Regions from separate parts of the Sus scrofa genome. Here all the other regions are linked to region 3. Evidence: chromatin contacts called from public HiChIP or PLAC-seq and promoter capture Hi-C data. All regions are on one chromosome and are shown on one strand. The core of a region is the stretch at or near the end of the contact, and the rest is flanking DNA. Distances in the headings are between cores, read along the strand shown. Region 1 overlaps SLC17A5 (sialin). Region 2 has its middle 59 kb from the start of SLC17A5. Region 3 holds the start of EEF1A1 (eukaryotic translation elongation factor 1 alpha 1).

Region 1 (2,786 bases), core at 119-2,618, 94 kb after region 3:
TCATATGGCTCCCTTGTGCCTAGTTTCTTCATCTTGCAAACAAGTTCTCTGTGTTGGTATCTTCATCTGCTGTGTGCATGTTACCAATGGCCTCCTCGGCACCTGCTCCCATGAGGTTTAAGGGCACTGCCTCCTTCCTCTTGAACTTGAGAGGCATGTGCTGACTGCAATGAAGTCTCACAGTATTCCTGTGGCCATGAGGCTGCTTCAGGGGTGGGTATGTGACTCAGTCTGGTTCAATATGAAGTCTAGGACTTATTGCCATGTTGAAGAGAGGAGAAGACCCTTTCCTTTCTTGCTTGGGATAAATGAAGAAGCATGTAATCCCGTTGTTACTAGAAGTCATTTATGGTATCATGGAGGCAGAGTAGAGAATGGAGAAGAAACAGGTCTTGGGGGGCACCTGATGGATAGCTGGGTATCAACTCCTGCCCAAAGCTTCTGGGCTTTAGTAGATTATGCTTCTTAGCCAGCTTGAATTAGGATTCCTGTTCCTTCACCTAACAGCATCAAGAGATAACACGCCTAGTCTTCTTTTGTGCCCAAACTCTCAATTCCCGTATTTCTTCGACTCAAGCATAAGCTTGTTAAAATTGCAAACCTAGACCAATTCAACAGCACGTTTTTCAGGACTATGCTTGGGCTGCTAAAGATCGCCACTCAAAGAAATAACAACTCTATAAACCAGTGAGAGTACACTATTAATCTCAAATTTAGCTGATCCTCATCCATGATCCAAAGCTCTGCTAGGAGTTCTCAGTGACTATTTTTCTCAGGCGCTCTTTCCAGTTTTTACCATTCTCAAGTCCTTTACTCTGTATTTTAAAAACCTCAGTCTTGGAGTTCCTGGCGTGGCGCAGTGGTTAACGAATCCGACTAGAAACCCTGAGGTTGTGGGTTCGGTCCCTGCCCTTGCTCAGTGGGTTAACGATCCATCGTTGCCGTGAGCTGCATGCGGTGTAGGTTGCAGACGCGGCTCGGTTCCTGCGTTGCTGTGGCTCTGGCGTAGGCCGGTGGCCACAGCTCTGATTGGACCCCTAGCCTGGGAACCTCCATATGCCACGGGAGCAGCCCAAGAAATAGCAAAAAGACAAAAAAAAATAAAAAATAAAAAAATAAAAAAAATAAAAACCTCAGTCTTAGCAATGAACCTGACTCCCACGTCACAGAGAAAATCAAAGACTACCAGTTAAGATTTTTCAATCTGTTAATCTACTGCCACATAATAAATTACCTCAAAAGGTAGCTGCTTCAGATAACAAGTATTTAGCATCTCAGTTTCTGTGGGTCAGGAATGTGGAAGGTGCTTGGCTGGGTGATTCTGGCTCAACCTCAAGAGGTTTCAGTGAAGTTGCTGGCTGGGTCTGTGGTCATCGGAAGGCCTGTCCGGATCAGCTTCCAGGATTACTCGTGTGGCTGCTGGCTGGAGGCCTCAGTTCCGCCCCACTGGCCCTTGCATGTGCTCACCACGTGGCAGTGGGCATCCCCAGAATGGGTCATCTGAGAGAGAAAGAGCAAGGAGGATTCTGGGCTGCATTCTAGGGCCTGTCAGTGACCATCACTTCCCTCTACTCCTCAGAAACTAGTCACTAAGTCAGCCCACACACAAGAGGAGGGGAACTAGGCTCCACCTCCTTGAAGGGAGGAGTGTGGAAGAATTCTGGCTGTATTTTAAAACCACAGGCCTCAATTTCTCAGCTCACCTGAAAACTTTCTTCAACTGAAAAGTTCCTGCTTTCCTTCTCTTCTCCATTGAAAGCTCATCCTTCCTGTCTTTTACTACCCTGTTAGTTTTATTTCTTTACCATTTCATCTCTTGTTCTTCATTGGCCTTTTAATCTCAGCATATTAACACACCTGGGTCTCTTTAGTCTTAAAAAAATCCTTGGAGTTCCTGTCCTGGTGCACTGGGAACGAATCTGATGAGTATCCATGAGGATGTGGGCTCGATCCTTGGCTTTGCTCAAGTGGGTCGGGGATTTGGTGTTACTGTGAGCTGTGGTGTAGGTTGCAGATGCAGTTGGATCCTATGTTGCCATGGCTGTGGTGTAGGCTGGCAACTGTAGCTCCGATTTGACCCCTAGCCTGGGAACTTCCATATGCCCTGGTGTAGCCCTAAAAAAAAAATTCTTCATCAGTGTCCATCTTTGGCTTTTTTACTTCCCTCACAGTTAACAGCTTTGAAAGAGCTGTTTCTTGGCAGTGGTTCGCAAATCTTAATTCCTTGAGAACAACACAGAGGGGAACAGGATGGAGATTTCCTGGCTCTGTGACCAGTGATTCCGCATTGTTTTGAATAGACACTCTGGTGATTCTGCCGTGGAGACAATACTGGATCCTTAACCTGCTGTGCCACAGTGGGAACTTTGAAACCGCTGTTATGCTGTTTTCATTTCTTCATCCTCCCCCTCATACCTCAGGTCACTGCAGCCCAGCTTCTGCCTCCGAGCTCCATGGGAGCCCTGTCACCACGATCAATGACGAACTTCTCCACCTGGCTGTCTGACGCACAGAACACGTTCATTATTCCTTTACTTAACTTCCATGGGGCACCTGACACTGCCGATCAAGCTGTCCCTTTGGGGTACTAATCTCTCTCACTTTCCTTATCCTTCTCCTGTTGCTTCTTCTCAGTTATCTTTGTATCACGCTCTTCCTTCCCATGGATTCCCGAAGTTCTCACAGTTTACTGCATAGTTTTATCCAACTCCACAGCTTCATTCACGCTCCAATGTCAAATGCTCCTACATCTTTATCTCGAGTCCAGGTTGCATTCCTGAATTGAG
Region 2 (3,131 bases), core at 17-2,516, 76 kb after region 3:
GTAGCACAAACATAGAATAACTAAACATTCCCTAATATCACACATGGAGCTAAGATGGTAATACAACAAATTCCAATGCAATATATGTTTGTTTTTATTGCTTTTTTTGGCCACACCTATGACATATGGAGATTCCAGGCTAGGGGTTGAATTGGAGCTGTAGCTGCTGGCCCACACCGTAGCTACCTCAGTGTGGGCTTTGAGTCACATCTATGACCTACACCACAGCTCATGGGAATGACGGATACCTGACCCACTGAGCTAGGCCAGGGACCGAACCCTTGTCCTCATGGATACTAGTCAGGCTCGTAATCTGCTGAGGCACAACAGGAACTCCCCACCTCAATGTAATAGTTTGAGACAGTAGTCTTATTTGATCGATGTGGGCCCTGTGAGCCAAGGTTGCTGGCAGAGTCCCTGTAAGGGCCAAGACTTCTCTATTAACAGTCAGAGACTGTACCTCTGAGCCCAGGTATAACGAGGTCTTGTTGCCTGCATCTCCAAGAGTGTTTGTATGCAGTGAGGTCATCTGTGTGGGAGTGGACACATGCTGTCACCTGTCCTGTGCTTCTCTGTAGCTGATGATGGTCAGAAAGAGACCCCTGTTGGAGTTCTCATGTGGCTCAGCAGGTTAAGGATCCCATGGTATCACTACAGTGGCCTGGGTTGCTGCTGTGGTGTGGGTTTGATCCCTGTCCTGGGAATTTCCACCTACTGTGGATGTGGCCAAAAAGAGAGCGAGCGAGACTCCTGCAAATGCCCCAGTACGGACTTCCTGCACTGATGACAGAACAACTCAGCAGAGCAGACACTTTGGTGTGAAAAGAAAAAGGTGCATAATCATAGACCTTGTATAGGTAATTGATACAGTATACACATTGGAATTTCCTCTCACAGCATCCAAATACTTCACACAAAATAGTTCTTGAGCATTAAAAAGAATGGACTGTATGTCCCACCCCAATTGCTTTCAATCTTGACCAATCTTCTGTGGGAAACTCAAGTTTCGGGCTGTGGAGTGAGGGTGAAGTTGTGAGATGCTGAGAACCTAGGCTGTTTGTGGCTGGAATGCAAGTTGGGGCCTGCATGCACCCTGGATCCCCAAGCACTAGCATGTTTCAGAGGTTCTGTGGAGAGAGCAGGTCTGGCAAAGAATACAAAGTTTAGGATGGAAGTGGGGCTCACCCTGTCAGAAGACGGGCAGCCTACCACTGCAGGAAGGCTATGTCTCTTCAATACTTGCCAGCTCAGTTGTGCAATAACGGCTTCTCACAAGCACGGAACTGGCAGTGACTGGAACGTCCGCCTCCTCCCCCAACACCAAGATAAAGTGAAAGTAAACAGGCACTTGGAAAATTACTAGTGTTCTTCCTCCTCAAACCACATGGAAGGTGGTGTCAGAAAACTGGTTACATTTCATGTGCTTTCAGTATTGCCTGTACTCAAAGCTTACCACAGCAGAGCTCCTAAAAAGTAGTTTCTATGTTAACCTCTTAAAGTGAAGCCCTTTTATGTAAATGGCTTTTCTGCTTGTGGTTGCTCTAAAAGACAGAGGCATCTGAAAAGGCTTTGTGATCCACCTTAATTTACATTCCTATGAGAAAGATAATTTATTCTTTAACTGAAATTAGACATTTACCCCAAGTCTAATCATCCCAGGCAGTAGCATGATTTCCTGAAAGGAAGAGGAACAAGGCTGGTTCCTATAGAGCTTCCTGCTTAAATACTCTATCAATGTTTTTCCATTCGGGAAATTTTATTTTGAATAGTGGTAAACAGCCCTCAGAGAAATTATTTACTTTGCAACAGGATCTTAATTCAAAAAATCTTCATTTCTGACTTGAAAATGAAACAAAGGCTAAAGTAAGAAGGACATTACAATAGTTAATACAAACTGCTGACTTCAGCGCTCCTCTCGTTTCTTTCATAACTCTGGCTCCCAAGGTCAGTTGGTATATGCTTATTTCCCCTGGATTTGATTGTCTGATGGACAGTGCCACGGAAGGTTCCAAAGACTGGACTCTGTGAAGGAAACTGTTTGCTAAATCAGAGCTCTGTGAGAAAAGGGTTGGCCTTTTTCACTGCTTTCTCCTGGGTACAAAGAACTAAGCCCGGCCTGTGATGAATACTTGGTAAATATTTGTTGTATAACTGAGAGAAGTCCTTTGCCTATGTTGAACTGAGCTCTCCTAAAATACTTTCAAAACCATTTACTAATAACTGCCACATAAGTTATTTGGAGGTTGACATATCATTTCTTTATTAAAAGATGTCACACATTTAACTGTCACACATTTAACGCCTTTTTTGAAAAGAAAACAACCTGTTAAAAAAACAATATACAAGATAAAAAAAATTCAGTTCATTTAACAAAGGGTTATTTACTAAATATTTTTAAGCAACTAATTTTTTTTTTTTTAGGGCTCCACCTGCAGCATATGGAGGTTCCCAGGCTAGGGCTCTAATCGGAGCCACAGCTGCCAGCGTACACCACAGCCACAGCACCACCAGATCCAGATTTGAGCTGCATCTGTGACCTACACCACAGCTCATGGCAATACCGGATCCTTAACCCACTGAGCCAGCCCAGGGGTTGAACCTGCGTCTTCATGGATGCTAGTCAGATTCGTTTCCGCTGAGGCATGACGGGAACTCTCAAGCAATTAATATGTTAAGACAACATGTATTGCCATGAGGGAGACCATGCAGAGCTCAATCAGACCTACCCTCAAGATGCTTGCGGTGAATCTAATGGGGACCGACAGAGTCACATGCTCCTGTGTGTCATACAGAGAGGCCACAGAGGAGCCGGGGGTCGAGGAGCCTAGCTCAGCTCCCAGGAGGCCTCCAAGAGGGAAAAGACTGTCAAACACCATCTGTATCCTTCCCACGGAGCAAAGAGTAGATATTCCTAGTTGTTGAATGAATCGTCTCTTCCTGGAAACTTAGCCTGAGGCCTCAACTTAAAACAAAGAAAACCTCAAAATTAATAAATAATATGGTTTGTCAGGAGCTCAAAGGATGAGCCCACGTCTAGATCAGGGAGGGTGTGAGAAATTGTGAAGAGGAGTTGCGGCTCAGCGGAAACGAATCTGACTAGCATCCATGAGGATGCAGGTTTGATCCCTGGC
Region 3 (2,881 bases), core at 347-2,846:
AGGTGCTGACTTCCTTTACAATCTCTTCATATCTCTTCTGGCTGTAGGGTGGCTCAGTGGAATCCATTTTGTTAACGCCAACAATGAGCTGTTTCACACCCAGGGTGTAGGCCAGAAGAGCATGCTCACGGGTCTGCCCGTTCTTGGAAATACCTGCTTCGAATTCACCAACACCAGCAGCAACAATCAGGACAGCACAGTCAGCCTTTAAAAAAGAAAAAAAGGCCACACCCTGTGAAAACCTCTCCAAAAAGGACAGATCCATGGTTTCGCCAATTTATAGATAACTCAAAATGTTACTCTCAGGAGTTCTTAATCCTACAAACCTGGGAAGTGCCTGTAATCATGTTCTTAATAAAGTCTCTGTGTCCTGGAGCATCAATGATGGTCACGTAGTACTTGCTGGTCTCGAATTTCCACAGGGAGATGTCAATGGTAATACCACGCTCACGTTCAGCCTTTAGTTTGTCCAAGACCCAGGCATACTTGAAGGAGCCCTTTCCCATCTGCAGGGATTAAGAAGGGTTACTCGGTAACTAAACTCCTTAGTCCCACTTGGAAGCAATGCTAGGTTTCACTTCCATCTCCTAAACTTGGCTGGAGTTAAGCCACTTAGCAAACTTTGCAATGTACTAGTTCAAGTCAGATATACACTAGTTTTAGAGAACTACCACTTAATTTGCTGACGTTACTTTACCGACCTCCGCAGCCTCTTTTTCGAACTTTTCGATGGTTCTTTTGTCGATCCCACCGCATTTGTAGATCAGATGGCCAGTAGTGGTGGACTTGCCCGAATCGACGTGTCCGATGACGACGATGTTGATGTGAGTCTTCTCCTTTCCCATTTTTGCTTAGCTTTTAGCGATGGCTTTCACGACACCTAAGACGACAAAAACCTTCTTTAAACTACTGTCCCGACGACCGGAGACTCAGGCACAACCCCAACAGCCAAGGGCAAACTCCAGGGAGCATTAGCACCGGCGCCCTGCGGGCCCTGCCCGGCCTACACCCAGCGAACGGGGCCGCCCCGGCGCCCAGCCCCTCCCCCACCCGGGCCGCGAGTCCCGGGAAGCGGCGCGGGCAGCACCGCCCGGCCCTTTGTGCGCCGCCCGCCGTCCGCGTCCTCCATCTTGAGACCGGGAGCGGCCATCTTTCCGCGCTCGCAGCCCGCCCGGGCGGGGCGCTGGGTCTCCGACCGCCCGCCCCGCCCCGCCGCGGCCGTCTGCCCCGGGACCGCCGGGCACGGAGGCCACCTTGGGCGGCCTCGGCTGGGCCGCCCTGGCAGTAACACGCGGCTGCCGGCCGAACTCGAGCGCGAAGACAGACGGGGCGGGCGCGAAGGCGCGGATCGCACGCGGCGGCCACGGCGCCCCAGCAGGCCGCCACCGGGCACGCGGTAGGGAACCGCGAGAGCGGAGGGCCTCGAGTTCTCCACCTCCCCCCGCCCGCAGCTCGGAATCAGGACCAGGGCGCAGAGCCCTCTACGCGCGGGGGGCCGGGAGGCACGCTAAGGCCGTGGCCACCGGCGGAGGCCATGCGGACGGAGGCCACACCCGTACTCACCTGTGTCCTGGCGGCAAACCCGTTGCGAAAAAGAACGTTCGCGGGGACCACGGCGCTTATATATGGTCCTCCCCCACCCTCGGGGAAAAGGGCGGAGCCAGCACACGACACCACTTTCCCAGTTTACCCCGCGCCACCTCCACCCGGCACCGGTTCCACCGCCGTCCCCTCCCCCCATCTTCGGGGACCGTGGGCGATGTGCGTTCAGCCCACTGACGAGCACACGGCGCCCGGCGCATGCTCCTCTCAACCAGGAGGATGACGACTGCTGGTGGGTGGGAGGCGGGGTCGAGCGCTCACTCGGTTCTAGGTTTAGTGGGAGTTTATCGACGGTCCCTGGGATTTCCCTGGCTGAGGAGAGTCCTCCTTTTGTATGAATTACTCTCCGCACAGCTGGGGGGTGGGGCGGCGGGGAGGCGTCCAGAATCTTCCCTGAACCGGTCGTAGCTTAACTGCAAAGTTGGACCGAGATGGGAGCCCTTACCCGGCAGTACCCCACCGGTCCTCAGTCTTGCGGTCTCGCAGGTTAAGGACTAACCCCTGGAGCCGCTTCCTCTGCCGGGGCTTCTCCACCGCCCTTGCCGTCCGCGCCCCTTCCGGCTGGAGAGGGAGGCGTAAAAGGCCGGGGAACCGCGGCGGCAGGGGCCTCGGGGCGGTCTTCAGGGCCGAGAATCCGCGAGTGGCTCAGTTTGCTGACCAACAGCCTGGCGAACAGGCTCCTGCGCTGACCTCTTGGCTTTTTCCATTCAGTTCTTTTATCTAAGTTCGTTCTACACACCACGTGGTACTCCAGACGTCCAGTTTTTGAGTTTAGAATAGACTTAAGTACTACAGTTTTCTTTACTTCTAATCCTAATTTTATTACGTTTAAGACCCTGAGTGTGTGTCTACCCTCCTATTAACATTTTTTTTCCAGTGTATACTCTTGGTTGCAAGCATGAAAAACCTAAAAAGAATTTTTTGAGTTCAGTGCTTATACACGATCTCAAGTAGAGACTAAGATCTACAGCGCCAGGAAGCTTATCCACCCAATTTACTACTCCAACGTTTGCTGTGAAATCACTGTTTCTCAAAAATGGCCTATCCCATTTGAATAAACGGCTTCATCTTTTGTCGTCCTATCCATTGTGACTGCATTTTAGGCATAAATCCAGGGCAAGACAAGATGAGGCCTTTTTGGTTGGCAATCAGGCAGATATTCAAAAATATTCCTGAAGAAAGAGGAACCTTTATTTTAAATGAGCTAATTACTAGATCGTCTCTTCCACGTGTAGAGCACTACTGCAACTTTTTGAGCCAATCTATCAACAAATATTTG

The links. Promoter capture Hi-C pulls out the DNA fragments that hold promoters and counts their contacts. HiChIP or PLAC-seq counts read pairs in DNA pulled down with a chosen protein or histone mark.
Region 1: an H3K27ac HiChIP or PLAC-seq map of alveolar macrophages shows a contact between it and region 3. The contact joins the enhancer-like site here to the promoter of EEF1A1 in region 3. A contact is called at or near these places in 1 of 5 promoter capture datasets (skeletal muscle), 17 of 47 Hi-C or Micro-C datasets (blood, embryonic fibroblasts, fetal heart ventricle and 9 more) and 2 of 2 datasets of contacts at active chromatin or transcription factors (alveolar macrophages and skeletal muscle).
Region 2: a promoter capture Hi-C map of liver shows a contact between it and region 3, with 7 times the contacts expected there. The contact joins the enhancer-like site here to the promoter of EEF1A1 in region 3. A contact is called at or near these places in 4 of 5 promoter capture datasets (fetal liver, fetal skeletal muscle and liver), 25 of 47 Hi-C or Micro-C datasets (adipocytes, adipose tissue, alveolar macrophages and 14 more) and 2 of 2 datasets of contacts at active chromatin or transcription factors (alveolar macrophages and skeletal muscle).

The regions. Positions count from the first base shown.
Region 1 is chr1:92,326,718-92,329,503 of Sscrofa11.1, reverse strand. All of the region lies in intron 9 of SLC17A5 (sialin), which reads right to left. Among named protein-coding and RNA genes, the nearest start is that of SLC17A5, 41 kb to the right of the region's middle. Within about 2 kb of position 1,368, at least 5 of the 83 cell types and tissues checked have an H3K27ac peak or open chromatin away from gene starts, as enhancers often do. A contact at or near this core is called in alveolar macrophages, omental adipose tissue, retroperitoneal adipose tissue and 1 more, where this site is marked.
Region 2 is chr1:92,344,081-92,347,211 of Sscrofa11.1, reverse strand. No RefSeq gene overlaps it. Among named protein-coding and RNA genes, the nearest start is that of SLC17A5, 59 kb to the right of the region's middle. Within about 2 kb of position 1,266, at least 62 of the 83 cell types and tissues checked have an H3K27ac peak or open chromatin away from gene starts, as enhancers often do. A contact at or near this core is called in adipose tissue, alveolar macrophages, brain and 9 more, where this site is marked.
Region 3 is chr1:92,420,666-92,423,546 of Sscrofa11.1, reverse strand. EEF1A1 (eukaryotic translation elongation factor 1 alpha 1) reads right to left here and starts at 1,596. Exons shown (of 8, transcript NM_001097418.2): 1 at 1,564-1,596; 2 at 702-880; 3 at 327-506; 4 at 1-205. The coding sequence starts at 845.